2 separate regions of the Mus musculus genome follow, and region 2 is linked to region 1. Evidence: chromatin contacts called from public Hi-C data. All regions are on one chromosome and are shown on one strand. Each heading gives the region's core, a stretch centred on a gene start, on an enhancer-like site or on the middle of the called end of the contact. The rest is flanking DNA. Distances are from core to core; before and after follow the strand shown.

Region 1 (7,309 bases), core at 1,918-4,417:
TACTGTGCACAAAGTCTTTACACAGGACAGAAAGAAGCCAGTGTGGATGCGGACAAGGAGACAAGAGATGGGAGCTGAAGTCTGGCCACTAATGCCTTACAGGAATTTTTTGAAAGGCCTCTCTTCTGCCTCATTCGGAGAGAAACAGCAAGCCATGGAAAGACTTAGGTCATCTAAAGGATGTTTTTATAACATAATTAAAAAATGTAAACACTTATAACAAAGAAGGATACCATTTAAGCCAGAGGAGTGCCATTTTTTTGGCATGCAAAGATACATTTTAATCACCTTGACAAAGGGGCCATTGAGTGGCCTGAGCTCTGCACAGACCGCCTAGGTGGACTATGGAAACACAGATTAGTTTAACAAATGACTCCTTATGGTAATTCTTTCACTATCTCCATGGAGGAAGAGACAGAGACAGCTCTCTGATGTAAAAATTTGTCTTAAAAACACTATGTTCTCAGGTACGGATGACAGGTTGAAAAGTTTAATCCCAGTGAAACAAAAGTTGAATGATGAAGGGATCAAGAGGGGACAAGAGGGACAGCAGGAGGCTGGTGACGCTCTACAAAATGTAGTTACTCTGGAAGAACAAAGTCTATTGTTCTGCCAGCCAATGGGATGAAAATATAGCGCATGGTGATTTATTACATAGCTTACAAAGAACCAGAACCAAGAAGTCCCAAGGTTCCCAGCACTCAGATGAGGAACATTTCAGAGATTGGGGAGCCAATGCATCTGTCTTAGTTATCACTTATTATTCACAAATACCAAGCTGTCACAGCATAACTCATAAATATATTGTTATTATGGATCAATTAAAGGAGGCAGAGCTGGAGAGATGACTCGGCAGTTAAAAGCATACTTGTTGCTCTTTCAAGAGGACAAGAATTTGGTTCCCAATACACACATGATGGTACATAACTACCTGTAACTCTAGTTCTAGGAGGCCTGATACTCTCTTCTGACTGCCATGAGCACCAGGAACATACATGGTAAGTGTGTGTGTGTGTGTGTGTATGTGTACAGACAAAACACTCATGTGCATAGAATAAATGCATTTAAAAACCTCTTCTTAAAAAACTAACAACATAGTGCTCTCCCTCATGTATATGTGTGTGTGTGTGTGTGTGATTTCTCTGTATCTGTGTGTCTATATTTGTATATGTCCAAGGGCACCTCAGGTGTTGTGAAGACCATTGTTGAGCTCATCCCAAACCCCATAATCATAAAATAGTCCCTAAACACAAGACAATCCACTACAGAAATTAAGCAAAACAGATCTCTTCTTGTGATATTATAGCCAAGCTTTCTAGTCTAGGGTTCTCTGGTGAGGTTTTCAACAGCATTCTAGATGCATTAACAGTGTGTGCACAGGGAGGGGGCCCAGGCTTGCATCTGATAGAAGAAGTTGCTATTCTATTTCCAGTTAAATCGATTAAGAGGATTGCAGATATGGCTCAGCATTAGAGCACTTGCACAAAGGTTGACCCCCAGTACCACAAAAGCTAAAGTGATACGATAAGGTGAAACAAAATAGTTAAGAAAACCACTCCTAATTATTGAGTTCTTGCCATGTGCCAGGCACCATACTGAACACTTTACATAGTTTCTATCATTCATACAATAACAATATAAAGTAGGTAGTATTATATAATTCGTTTAGTACTACTATCATGCACAGTTTGCATCTATAAAGGATTCAGGAAATGGCCTGGAAGTATCAATGGTCGGCTCCTAGAAGCTTTGCTCATGATTCTTTCCTAAAGGGAGGCAATTTGGTCACACTACACACTTCTCGAACGCCTTCTGAAGAGTCCATCTACTTCCACAGTGTCTTCATCAACAGAAAACAAAGCCATCATTCCCTTGTCCTACTGCTGTAATTCCTGGTGTGTGGTGCTGATGGGGGCGCCTCCACCCATCAGATCCCTAAGCACCTCACACTTCCACATCCCCAAAGCTACGAGGGGGCAGGAAAAGGAATTAAACAAAAGAGAAACTCCCCATTCTGAGTAAGAATTTCTCTCCTGGCATGGATACCAGCAGGGCCTGGCCCTATGTGGCTTTCTCTGAAATTCAGAAGGACCGATACACGGAACTGGGAAGGACACCTCTTGGCCCCCTGCAGTTGACAGGGCAAGGTTGCAACACCCCACCAGGACATGATGACATTAAAACAGGTCTGGCACCCACCCCGTTTGGTTTCCCAGTGATACATCACCCTGACAGGGCCACGTTGTTCTGGAGACAAAGAGTGGCATTTACCCAGCAGGCCACAAGCAAAGCTCATTCTCCAATGAGATCCAGGAGGGAACAGGGCCATGATTTCAGAGCCAGGGATAGCTTCAGAAAACCACACAGTTCCTGGCACACTGGCCTCAGTTCATGCATGAGGGCTCCAACCTGACAAGAGAGTCCATCACTTGGGGGGTTATGGTAGCCTTACGTGGATGAATTCCTAAATATTCTCCCCCAGAAAATGCAAGTGTGTTATTCTAATGGAATTTGGTTAGTCATTTCAGGGATCTCTGGCTCATTCAGGGGGTTCACAAACTCTAGATTAAAAGACTAGGGAAATTCTACACACACTCATACACACACACACATACACACACATGCACACACACACACACTTGTTCTTGTCATCACATGGAAAAATAAGCAATTGGGAAAAAAGATGAGTTTCTTTCAGATACTCTTCTCTTGCCAATAGGCAAAGGAAGCCACAAAAACCCTACCAGCCTTAGCTCAAAAACCTTTTGATCTAGGGGCTCATTTAATACAACTGCCTCTCTTCCACCCCCCTGTCCTCCCCACTGCCACAAAATAAAAGCTACCTTTGAAGTAGCCCTGTGGTCAGGTGATTCATCTTTATAAAATAATGGTTAGCTCTACAGAGGTTGTCCAGCCTGGCTTTCTCTTGTTTCCCTCCCCAGGGAAGGGAGACACTTGGGGTCAAGGTGTCTGTGGGTCCAGGTGGAAGCTATAAGACACCCCAAGTTTGCTGTGTAAGTGGAAGCCTATGCCTTCGGCCTAGCTACTTCGCAAGAGAGCAGAGATTAGATGGATTTGCATATGAGTCAGCTGTGAGCCATTCCTTTACGGGATATACAAATTTCGGTGTTCTAATAGACCGTGCCACCCTAGCTGGAGGCTCAACAAGTCAGTAGATAAACACATCAAGCCTGAGTTGGCATGACTGGCTTCGGGACTGTTGAGCAGATCAGAGCACTGGTGGCAGCAGCCATTTTATGGGATGGGCAGATAAACTAAATCAAAACGAAGCTCTCTTCCACGCTGGCACTATCAAGGAGACCATCAGTTGACACAAGCCTCACCTTAACGCAGCTTCAACTTGCATGAAAACATAGAAAGATGTTTAACTGCACCCTATTTTATAGGAACTTGATATGGCAAAAGTAGGACAGATGGTAAAGGTCTTTGGGGGCATTCTGGCTCCATCCAGTAGAAATCAAACTATTCTGGAAGGAACTGATTTGTGCATGGTTGCAATTAATATTTTGCCAGACCTAAGACTCCAAAGAATACACCAACTACAGAGCTGTTTTTTGTTTTGTTTTGTTTGTTTGTTTTGGTTTTTGTTTGTTTGTTTGGTTGGTTTTGGTTTTTTTAGGAAACTAACTCTGATTAGAGGGCTTGGATTATCTGTCTCGTTTTCTAACCTGATACTAAGGCGGGTGAAAATGGGGGCAGGGGTGGGTAGGAAGTGGAGAAGAATATTCATAAATTTCATTTTAAGGACCATGTAAAACCATACTAGATAGATCCGGAAGACAGCGACACCTTGCTGTGACGGCATGCGGGCATAATCTGCTGCCTTGAGCCACTGCTGTTCTGAGATCCTAGAAGATGTAAGGCACCAAAGGGGAAGCAGACATGGATGTGAGGTGGCAAGGCCCTGACTTCCTAGGAGTCTGGAGAACTTAAAAACCCTGGAGGCTCTCAAAGCAGTTGGTTCAACTTTATCATTACTTGACATCTTCTGTCACATGTTAAAGACACAACAGGAAAGACAGGGAAGGTGACAACTACCGGAAGTTGGAGTAGAAACTAGAGGGTGACTTGGGTGCCTTCCTCAGCCCTGAAGCTGCTAGTCTTCTCTAGGTAGGTGGCAACCGTTGCCACAGAAAATTATCCAGATGGACGTGTCTTCCATAGTGGCAGATGTGGTGGAAGGAAAATATCCCTTCCTGATTTACACAAAACACTTCAAGGGATTCACATTGAGGGCTCTGTGGGGGTTGGGAGAGGGCTGCTTCAAATCTCAACCACAATTCCTGAAGTGCTTAAACTAGCTCCTAGTTCTCACTTTCAAGGGACCTGGCCTGCACAAAACTTCTAACTAAAAGCTCTGATGAGTTCAATTCACACAACACACTCAACTAAAGCAAATGACGATGGAGAGTTATTAAGTCCACCCTTTCTTTCACACAGACACTGCTAATTTCCAGTTCTGTCACCATCCCCAAGGTCAATTCCTGAGGAACACTTCTGCTACAAACGATGGCTCAGCTTCACAGACCTAAAAAGGTCTAGAAGTGGCCAGGGCAAGGAACAACACAAAAATCTTTTGTTCAGCTAATTCTTATAGCATACATATAAATGCACTACTGGCTGAAAGCCCTCTCCCACACCCAACCCCCAGTGTGCCAATCTTGCTGTAACCTTTGACAAAGCATCATGAATAACCCCTAGTTGTATCCAGTCGCCAACCAATACACTCAATGCAAATATAGTTGACACAGGGCAGATTCTCTGATTACAGAATGCTGATGAGACATCAAGATTAGGCTTCAAGTAAAGGTGGGAAGGGGGCTTCGAGTTCAGGCCTTCTATCCAGACTTCCAAATCACTCTACCTGTAGACCAGGCCCATAGGTCCAGAGGTGTTTTGAGTTCTTTAAAGCCAACTGTAGTTCAAAATGTGTATTTGGGATGCAATTGAAAATTAAATCTAGCCTTCTCCTGAATTTAAGTACAAATAAATTTACCAGGTTTGTCTCCAATGCAAATCTATGTTCAAAATAGAGGGACCACAAGGAGTTTTCATTGTCTCAAGAAACTAGTGAAACAGATGCTACAGGAGAGCACTGAGGAATGTGACCAGATAAGCTTTGGTGTATGGCTGGCTGGGAAGAGCGGCTGCTCATGCTGATGGCAACTCAGTTCACTCCCTGGCTTTTTAATGAGAAAGGCTCCGGTGAGGTAGAAATGTGGGTGGTGGTAAGTTTTATTGATAATTAGTAAGCACAGGTGGAAGGCAAGCCCAGCCCGTGTCTGGACAACTTACCAACTGGAAGGTGACTGGAGGTTGTCATGGAGATCTGAGCCCGGCAGAAAGTCTTACTGTCCAACAGATCTGCAGGAAACAGAAAGGGAAGGGGCATTGAGAGACCCTCCTGATGACACGGCACTGAGGCAGAGTATAAAAGGCCCTTTAGAGTCGGGGAGGTAGTTACCTACTGTGCTACCATAGCTGGGATCATAGAGATAGTTTTCTTCTTTCCATGTGTTCATGATGGAAGGATCTACAAGGGATAAAGAATGGGGAACATCAACAACTGTTATCCCTGGGTGGAAGAGTTCCCATTCTAGGTGTCTGCTCATCTAAGAGGTAATGGGGAAAGGAAGGGCAGCCAAGAGGAGGAGGAAGAAAGACTCGGCTTCAATTATCTGCTACTTTACAACAATGTCAGCCCATTTTTATTCTCCTAGCATCATGAGAACAGCTTTGTTAATGTCTTGACCATGTGATCTGCACTTACTACATTTCAGGCTGTAGAATCCTATCCTAGACTAATTCTCTTTTTTTTCTAGAAATTGCTCCAGCCTGGCTTTCCTCACTGTCAAGTACGACACAATTATCCTACCACCTAATCACCAGGATAATTTTAGTCTGGAATGGAAGGAAAGCTTTGCTGGAGATGAGCACATGTATGGTGATGAGTTGGTGAACATTCTTCTTTCTTGGGGAATTGATGTGTTTCTTTCAGAAAAGGAAAAGAAAAAAAAAGAAAAAAACTGGCCAGTTTTCCAACAATTCCTTCACTGCTGGGATTCAGAAGAGTAAATTTCCCTTCAGTTGACTGGCAGCCACTGCAGTCTAGGCTTTCTCTGAGTAGCTTAAGGAGTGATATAGAATTCTCAAAATTCAGAAGCAGGGAAATGTTACTAAATCACATAAATCGCTTTTATGGGTGGGCCTTTGCTTCATCTCTGGGAGAAGCTGAAATCACTCCCTCACTCCCTGCTTCTTCTCCTTTACCCCATGTCTCAAGTTAGTCCAAGTGAGACACAACACTTCAGCTTTCATTCGGATCAGAAGGAAACTCCCTTCCACCTACTCCAAGTAAGCCCAACTCCCACATGATCATCAGATCCAGGCCTGCTTCCAACACAAGCACTCTCAGGCTGGCCAAGAGCCTGATGCACCCACCTTCTTCCTGGCATGAAGTCCTTGGCCCCCACTCTGGGCTGCTTCGGTTTTCCTGATACCTAGGTTCCACATGTGAGGACCAGGATGACAAGCTACTGGCTGAGCTCTGTCTTGTTTTTAATGGCATAAATGGTCTAAAACCTGACTCACTGGCTAAGTCCTCCTGTTTATGACATGGGGATTTAGCTGGTATTTGAACTCACAGATATGTATTTGGACACTCCAAGCCCAATGTTTTGGGGTTACACCCTCTGTCCTTGTTGGGTCACCTTGTACATCTGTTGTTGTCTCTAAAAACAACCTCTAGAGAGCTTGGGAGGGTGGCCCCTCTGAGTAGGTTCTCCCCATTTCCCAGGGTGGACCTTCTCCACCCTGGTGCTCAATTTTTCCAAACCAGCAACACAAGAATGTCCAGTCGGTCAAGGAGGTTTACCAGCTTCTTTGGGGCCTCTCCAATATCACCCTGGCCCGTACAGTGGGGCTATATGTAAGGCCAAGGCCATTCTCTAAGCCAAATCGTAATCTGTTTCCAGAACCTAGGCAGGCCTACAAAACACAGAGCACCCAAGTTGAAGGACAGGCCTAGGAAGGCCTAATTAACATGTTCAGGAGCTATTTTTTTTCTTTAATTATGGTAGACCAAGGCCCTTATAAAAGATTAAATAACTGCATGGGCTAATTTTGGTGCCAAGTGACTCAAAATTCACCCCTAGGTCAAATTCTGTCCTTGGCAACTGACACACAACCCTCAGAGAGACCTAAGGCGAAGTTTGTCAGCCCACGTGATGTATTATCTATCTGACGTGGTCATAGGGAGTGACCCAAGAGCAGTGCTACCTGCATGTTA
Region 2 (7,309 bases), core at 2,500-4,999, 72 kb after region 1:
TTTCTTGGGTTAGCAGTATGCAGCAAAACACTGAAGACTCTAGGCAGCAGCCATGAGGCTGATCCCAGTCACCCCAGGATGGCCAGGGGGCAGCTGACAACCCCCAGGATACTATGCCCCTGAGCCACAGTGCTCAGTGATTCCATGTATCAAACACATTTTAGACTTGTGTTACTTCCCACTTCGAAGGGGTTTGTCAGGGGAGAGCCCACTGTGAGTCTAGGAGCCTAAGGAGTCAGCTCAATACATGCGGAGAAAAATAACACTTGCTAAAATTCAACATATGGCTTACTATGCAAAGCTATTGGACATTAGGAAAAATAAGGTACATTAATAATCTGCTATTCAGTAGCCACAGTAAAATCCTGAACAATGAGTTCAAAGGAGGAACTTTGAAAATGTTCCCTCTGCATCTTCAAGTAGAAGAAGGAGGCTGGTTCTCGCCGGTCTCTATTCAGCAGCATCTACAGGGTGAGACAAGAACAAGAGATAAAGACAGGCAGGCTGGGGAGCCGACTCAGGGTGAAGGAGTGCCTGCTGTATAAACATAAGGGCCTGAGCTTGAATCCCTGTGTTAAAAAAAAAACAAAAAACAAAAAAACGGATTAATCCTTAACACTCAGACATGGCTGTGGCACCTGTGACTCCACCAATGTGAGAAGTGGAGACAGAAAGATTGCCAAGCTAGCCAGCAGCCAGCCTAGATCAGGCTCCTTGAGAGACGGTGTCTCAATGAACTAAGGCGTAATAGACAGGGTACCCAAAGTCTTCCTCTGGTCTCCACACATGCATGGGTGTTCACACCTGCACACATGTGTGTACGCACCACACCCACACCTCCACATACACATACACAATAAAAGAAAGAAAAAATAGAGACATAAGAATTGTTTTGTGGATTATATTCTTTTTCCTCAATAATTTAAAAAAATGTTTTAAGCATAGTTACCTCACTTCCCTCCTCCCGCTCCTCACTCCAGGTACTCCAGCTGTGTCCTGTCCCTCCAATCCCCTCTTTTTCTCCCTTGCTCCCTCTCATATTCATCACCTGTTTTACTTTGATGATGATGATAATTATTATTATGGCATACATATACATCATATACATATACTCATACATATATGTATAACATACATGTACATAAATACATAAATGTAATCTGCTGAGTCCATTTACTCATGCTTGTATGCATATGATTTCAGGGTTGACCATTTAGTATTGAACAACTATAATGGGGGCTTATCCCTGGGGAAGACTAACTCTCCCTCTCTTGGCAGTTGTTAGTTATCTGTAGTCTTTTGTTCAGGGGTGTGGCCCTATCAGAGTTCCCTCTTCCATGCTAGCATGCCTATTCACACTGTCATTGTTGGGGTCTTCTTTAGACAGCCATATTGTTGAGGTATCTTGGGTAAAGCCTTCCTGTTTGTTTGTTTGTTTGTTTGTTTGTTTGTTTTTTAAGAGACACAATCTCACAGCAGATTTCCTGGTCCTCTGGTTCTTACACTCTTTCTGTCCCATCTCCCATGATGTTGGTGAGATCCTTGAGCTTTGGGTGTGGGAGTTGTGTTAGTGATGTATCCATTGGGGCTGGCCACCATACCATCATTTGTTTGCTTTATTTTGACCACAGAAAACCACAGCTGGTTTTCTAAGCTAGCTTCTGCTGAAAAGGGAAGTTTCTTTGATGAGTAGTGAGAACCACATTTATCAGACAAGGAGGGCTCTTTAACAAGGCCTGGTCTTAGGCCACAGGTCTGGGGTTAGGCCTGTAGGTATCTCGATGTCAATTGGATGGAGAGGTCATACTCTTACCCTCATCAAAAATCCATGAAAAGCCATAGACAACTTTTATAATTCAAAAGTTTCCCAAGGGCAGGCAGGATGGCTCCACAGGTAAGGAGGTTTGCTGCGAAGTCTGATAAATGGAATTCGATCACCGAAACCTGCATGGTGTAAAGAAAAAAACAGTTCTTACAAGCTGTTCTCTGACCTCCAGACATGGATCTCTCTCTCTCTCTCTCTCTCTCTCAAACACACACACACACACACACACACAAAATAAGTGTAAAATAGTTTTCACAATGTTTCTGGGTGCAAAGTCAATAAAGAAAAATGAACATATGCTTATATACCAACCACAAACATTTATAAAGAAAAATTTTTTAATATTAAAAAAAGAAGGGAAGTTTTTAACAAGCTGCATGCAAGGCTCCTATCCAGAACACAGAACATTCTCAAGAGGAAGTGAAAAAGACCAGGGTCAAAAGATGAAGACGCATGCTATTGGTTTAAAACACTCCCTATTTTAAATGTTAATTCTCTTTCTCAGTGAAGCTATGTGTCAGATAAGATCTCAAAGACATGTGTGTCTCACAATATGTGTGTCTGAGTGTGGAGGCCACAGGTTTATGCTGGGTGTCTATCTTGATCACTTTCTGCCTTATTACATAATTCTTTATTTTTATACATGTAAGTATTTTTTAACGGACTCTCTCTCTCTCTCGTACAACACATTCTAACCAGTTCCCTCCCTCTCTCCCCCAGCTCCCCTCCTCCACTTTCCCCCCAAACCACTCCTCTGGGTCCCTTCAGAAAAGAGCAAGCTTCCCAGGGATATCAACCTAGCGCAGCATAGCAAGTTACAATAAGACTAGGCACAAACCTCAGATCAAGGCTGGATGAGGGAGGCAACCCCATAGGAGGAAATGGTCCCAGAGCAGGCAAGAGTCAGAAACACCCGGCTCCCACAGTTAGGAGTCCCACAAGAACACCAAGCTACACAACCATGACCAACATAGACCCAAGTAGGTGCTGTGGTTGTTTCAGTGTCTGTGAGCCCCGATGATCCCTGCCTAGTTAATTCTGTGAGCCATGTTCTTATGTTCTCATGGTCCCCTCCACTCCTTCTGGCTCCAACAATCCTCCCTCTTCCCCCTCCCATGGAGTTCCCCTGAGCTCCACCTAATGCTTGGTTGCGGGTCTCTGCATCTGTTCTGAATCTTTTTTCTTATTTCGTTTACTTCTTTTAATTTTTTTTTTTTGAGATTAGAGTATAATACTGTTTCAGCCTTCCATTTCTTCACTCCAAACCCCTCCTTGCTGTCTCTCAAATTCATGGCCCCTTCTTTCATTAATTGTTGTTACAAATATATGAATACAACCAACTCATTCTGCCTAATGTTGTTCATGTATATGTATTCTTGTGAGACATTCTCTCACTGAACCTGAAAAACTCACCAACTGGCTACACTCGGTGGCCAGCATGTCCCCAGAAAGTCTCTGTCTCTATCTCCCCAGTGATGAGAAGGCCATCAGGGCAAGATCTTTACATGGATGCTGAAGATCTGAATGCAGATCCTGGATGCTTGTATGGCAAGCATTTGACCAGCTGAGACAAATCTAGCTCCCACCTCCTAAAAAGACTTTGAAAGCTCGTAACCACTTTCTTACATTCATACAGAGTTACCAAGATTCAAGGCAAGCCGTGACCTTCTAGAAGGCAAAGCAGAGTTGGAGGGCCTGCTCTACCGGCTGCGGCATCTTGCTGTTAAACTGTAGTGATTAAGACTGTCATTTTCATTCAGGGATAAATAAATGGAGACAGTCGTCACTCGTGTTTTCCAATAGCATCCTCCCCTTCCAGGCACATGGCAGCCAGCACATCACTGCCCTTTGCAGGTGGGTGGAGCTCCCTGACTGGTTATGACATATGAACTGTAAGAGGAAGGGAATGATGGATGATGTTTGCACGATGAGTCAGTGAAGCCCATGGACCATTTCCAGTCTGTAGCCTGCATGGAGAGCTCTCCCTACAGTGCTGACTCCACCTTGGAAAGGCCATGTGCCATGATACATCTCCTGGGATCTGCCAAGGGGAAAATTAGTTTATCCGTGAATTGTTGAGGTTCATTGTTACCTCGCAGAAAAGCATAGCCTCTTCCTTTATAGACAGCATGCAGATACCTCGCAGAAAAGCATAGCCTCTTCCTTTATAGACAGCATGCAGACAGACTGCTGGATCACAGCAGCAACCAGTGGAGAGATCCGCCCATGTGTGGCCAACAGAGTTTTCGAGAAAAGGTCAAACTGAGAAATGCTGGAGAGAACATGGCTTGGTTGTCACTGAAAATTCATTTGAAAAGGAAATAGAACTTGTTCCTTCTTCTATCTGCCATACACAGAGATCAGCTTGGAGGTGGATTATTAACATACACATTTTATAAAAGGGTTTAGGCAAATTCTTCACAACTCTGGGAAAAGATTTCCTAGGGGAGAGTTAAAAATCATTATCCAAAAAGGAAAAGTAGTGGTGTACATAATATTACATTCCACAAGAGAAAACCATTTTGATAAAAGGAAATGACAAAGTGAAGGCCAACATTCTAATGGTAGTTACATGCAGATGACTGGGTTTCAGGCTGTAGTATCTTCCTAATTTTGCCTAGCCTATTTTTTTCCCAGTCTTCCACAATAACAGGTCCCTTCTGTAATACAAAAGAAGAAAATGAGTTGTCAGCTCTCATTTGTGTTTATATCAAGAACAGGCAGCCTGAAGTTAAATGTGGAGAATGAGAACATTGCAGACCCTTCTACCTGATTACTGTCCTCATGGTAGAACCTCAGCCTGTGTGGCAGGTGCGTGGAGGAGGACTGAGTAGTATGCAGGTGGATCCAGCAATTACTATGACTCTCTCTGGCTTTTTTTACATCCTGGTACTAGCATATCATCAAGAAAGCCATACTTGGTTTTTCAAACCTATTATAGAATCATGGTTTCTCTTCTTGGAAAGAGGTGTCCTTAGGGAGTTTCCTTCTTTTATTCTCTTCTATTTCTGGTCCCTTTAAATATATATATATATATTTATTTTTTTACTACTCTGTGTGTGTGTGTGTGTGTGTGTTCATCCATAGATAAGATAAGGGTATATGATGTGCCATGACACAATTGTAGAGATCAGAGGACATTTTTGTGGACACTTTTTTTACGTGGGTCCTGGGGATTGAACTCGGGTTGCCAGACTTGTATAACAAGACTTCCAGGGTGGGCCTGTATAGCAACCGTCCTCATCATCCCCATTACTGTTTATTAGGCACGGCAGCCAGACAGTGTGGCCAACCAGGTACGTTGTGTACTTCATCTGTTTAGTGCTCTCAGCAACGTTGGGGCAGATATTGAATTTTCCCTCTTTTAAATATGAGGAAATAGAGACTCAGTAGACACTAGATAGTTTGCCCAAGGGTCATAATGTAAAAGAGGGTGGCGTGGATCTGGGAATCCAGTCTGTCGGACTGGAAATCTCGGTACTACTTGTGTACCAGTAACTTCGGCACTGGCAGCCGGTGACTAGTCATCTGCATCTCACATGCTTCCACTTCAATGTCATAGCCTTTTGTGGTAAAACAGGAACCTGGATTTTTGAAGCCCATTTTTAATCTGGCCTCTGTGTTCCTCGTTTCTGTTTTTGTTTCTAGTGCCAAGGGACCCCAGACCTTCACACATGCTAAGCAAGAACCCTTCCACCATGTTACACGCCTAGCCCATGGCATCTATTTCTTCATTTGAGACACTGTCTCCCACAAGATGGAGATGGAGTAGTCAGTCCTTACTGCCACATGCTAAGTCCTTTTGTATCAAGGTGACACTCAGACCCCAGAACAGGGTGGCCCTTTATACACAGACTACCTCTTTGTGCTATTGTCCTTTTGTCCCCTGAGATACCCACTCCTCCTGTGCTTGCCCCCAAACAGATCCAGCAGTGTCTTGCCTGTTGGTGCTGGCCTCTGTCTACAAGCAACTCTTTCGTCCCACACGTTCACGTTCTGAGTAGCCTGTAGGTGTGACTTGGAAGCCACCAAGTCTCCAAGCCCTGAGCCTGCTCACCACCCCTGGGCCACCATGTCACAATCGGAAAATGATAAGATGCTGACTGGTGCTCTGGTCCGAAACTCTGACAAGTGCCTCTGTCAGAGCCTACACATGGGAGAAAGTGTCATAAGCAACTTCATGGCAGGAATGCTAAAAGATCTGCTCTGGAGTTAGGCAAAGCAGGGTGTGATGTTGGCTCTGTGCCTTCCAGCTGTGTAACCGTAGGCGAGTTATTTACCTTCTCTGATTTACCCTATTGGACCTGTAACACAGACAGAGTAATAACTGAACCAAATTTGTCAGCAGATATCGGTAATCCAAGCACTGTGGAAACTGAGGCGGGGGGGGGGGGGGGCATTTCTCCTGTGTTCCAGGACAGCCTGAGCTGTATAGACAGACAGCTCCTGACTCAAAAAAATGGCAGTAGGATCTATTTCATGGTGTTGTTGGAATAATGTGGCTCTATGATACTAACTGATTAAAATGGAGACTGATCTACAAGAAGCACTAAATAAGTACTTATTATTATCATTATTAGCTGCAAAGCATCTACGGTGAGATGTGAGATTGCTTGGCGAGTTAATAAGCGATTACTTGGAATGACTTTTCTCCTCTACCGGATCACTTGGCTGCTGGATGGCTTTGAACATATTCATCTGCTATTGGAACCTCAACCACTGCAGCATGCCCGGGTTTGCATAGACACTGGCGCTTGGCAAGCTGGAGCCAGGAAGCTTAAGAAGCTATGCTAGCTCATCAAAGAGCATGAGACATTGGGAAAAGCCATTTAAAGTCAATTGGGCTGTTTACATGCAAAGAAACTTAGCAAGAAGACAGACTCCAGAGACCTTCCTTGCTCTGACCTCAGTTTCCCCATCTACAAGAGAAGGCTCCCATCGCACTGTCTCTCTCTGAATTCCTTGCCTGCAAAGGAGGTCCTTGATTCTGCCAGGACAGTCTTAACAGCCAGCCCTGGGCATGTGTCTGCAAGGCCAACTTCTGCAAGGCCAGGCGGCACTTGGCATGGGCCAGAGTTTTGCAGGGTTCTTCACACAAACCTTCCATCTAGGGCACATCTCCATGACCTCTGCAGCTTCCTAATACCCAACAGTTCCCATAGCTCCCTGATGACACTGTCTGCAGCCACTGAAGACATCTTCAATGAAGACCTCAGTCCTCACAAATATGCCTCCTTCCAGCAGGTGCCCTGTCTGTCTGCATCACTAACTTACCCAGAGTTTTCAGAAAGAACGTTCTTTGCTTCCCTATTGATATGGATATTATTTTGCACTTTAGGGGAGAACAAGTGTGTGTGTGTGTGTGTGTGTGTGTGTGTGTGTGTGTGTCTCTGTGTGTGTGTGTGTGTGTGTGTGTCTGTGTGTCTGTGTGTCTGTGTGTGTGTGTGTGTGTGTGTCTGTGTGTGTCTGTGTGTCTGTGTGTCT

The links. Hi-C and Micro-C count contacts between places; a contact is called where the count stands out from the background.
Region 2: a contact with region 1 is called in a Hi-C map of pancreatic cancer cells, with 3 times the contacts expected there. The contact joins two enhancer-like sites. A contact is called at or near these places in 12 of 484 Hi-C or Micro-C datasets (the AML12 cell line, the G1E-ER4 cell line, the Patski cell line and 6 more), 3 of 115 datasets of contacts at active chromatin or transcription factors (embryonic fibroblasts, embryonic stem cells and pancreatic cancer cells) and 3 of 9 other capture datasets (adipose tissue, embryonic stem cells and liver).

What each region holds. Positions count from the first base shown.
Region 1 is chr2:103,268,569-103,275,877 of GRCm38.p6, forward strand. Ehf (ets homologous factor) reads right to left here. Exons shown (of 9, transcript NM_007914.3): 5 at 5,486-5,554; 6 at 5,317-5,385. Among named protein-coding and RNA genes, the nearest start is that of Ehf, 31 kb to the right of the region's middle. Within about 2 kb of position 3,168, at least 28 of the 459 cell types and tissues checked have an H3K27ac peak or open chromatin away from gene starts, as enhancers often do. A contact at or near this core is called in pancreatic cancer cells, where this site is marked.
Region 2 is chr2:103,340,087-103,347,395 of GRCm38.p6, forward strand. It overlaps A930006I01Rik (RIKEN cDNA A930006I01 gene), which reads right to left. Exons shown (of 3, transcript NR_040332.1): 2 at 1,814-1,944; 3 at 1-464. Among named protein-coding and RNA genes, the nearest start is that of A930006I01Rik, 29 kb to the right of the region's middle. Within about 2 kb of position 3,750, at least 31 of the 459 cell types and tissues checked have an H3K27ac peak or open chromatin away from gene starts, as enhancers often do. A contact at or near this core is called in pancreatic cancer cells, where this site is marked.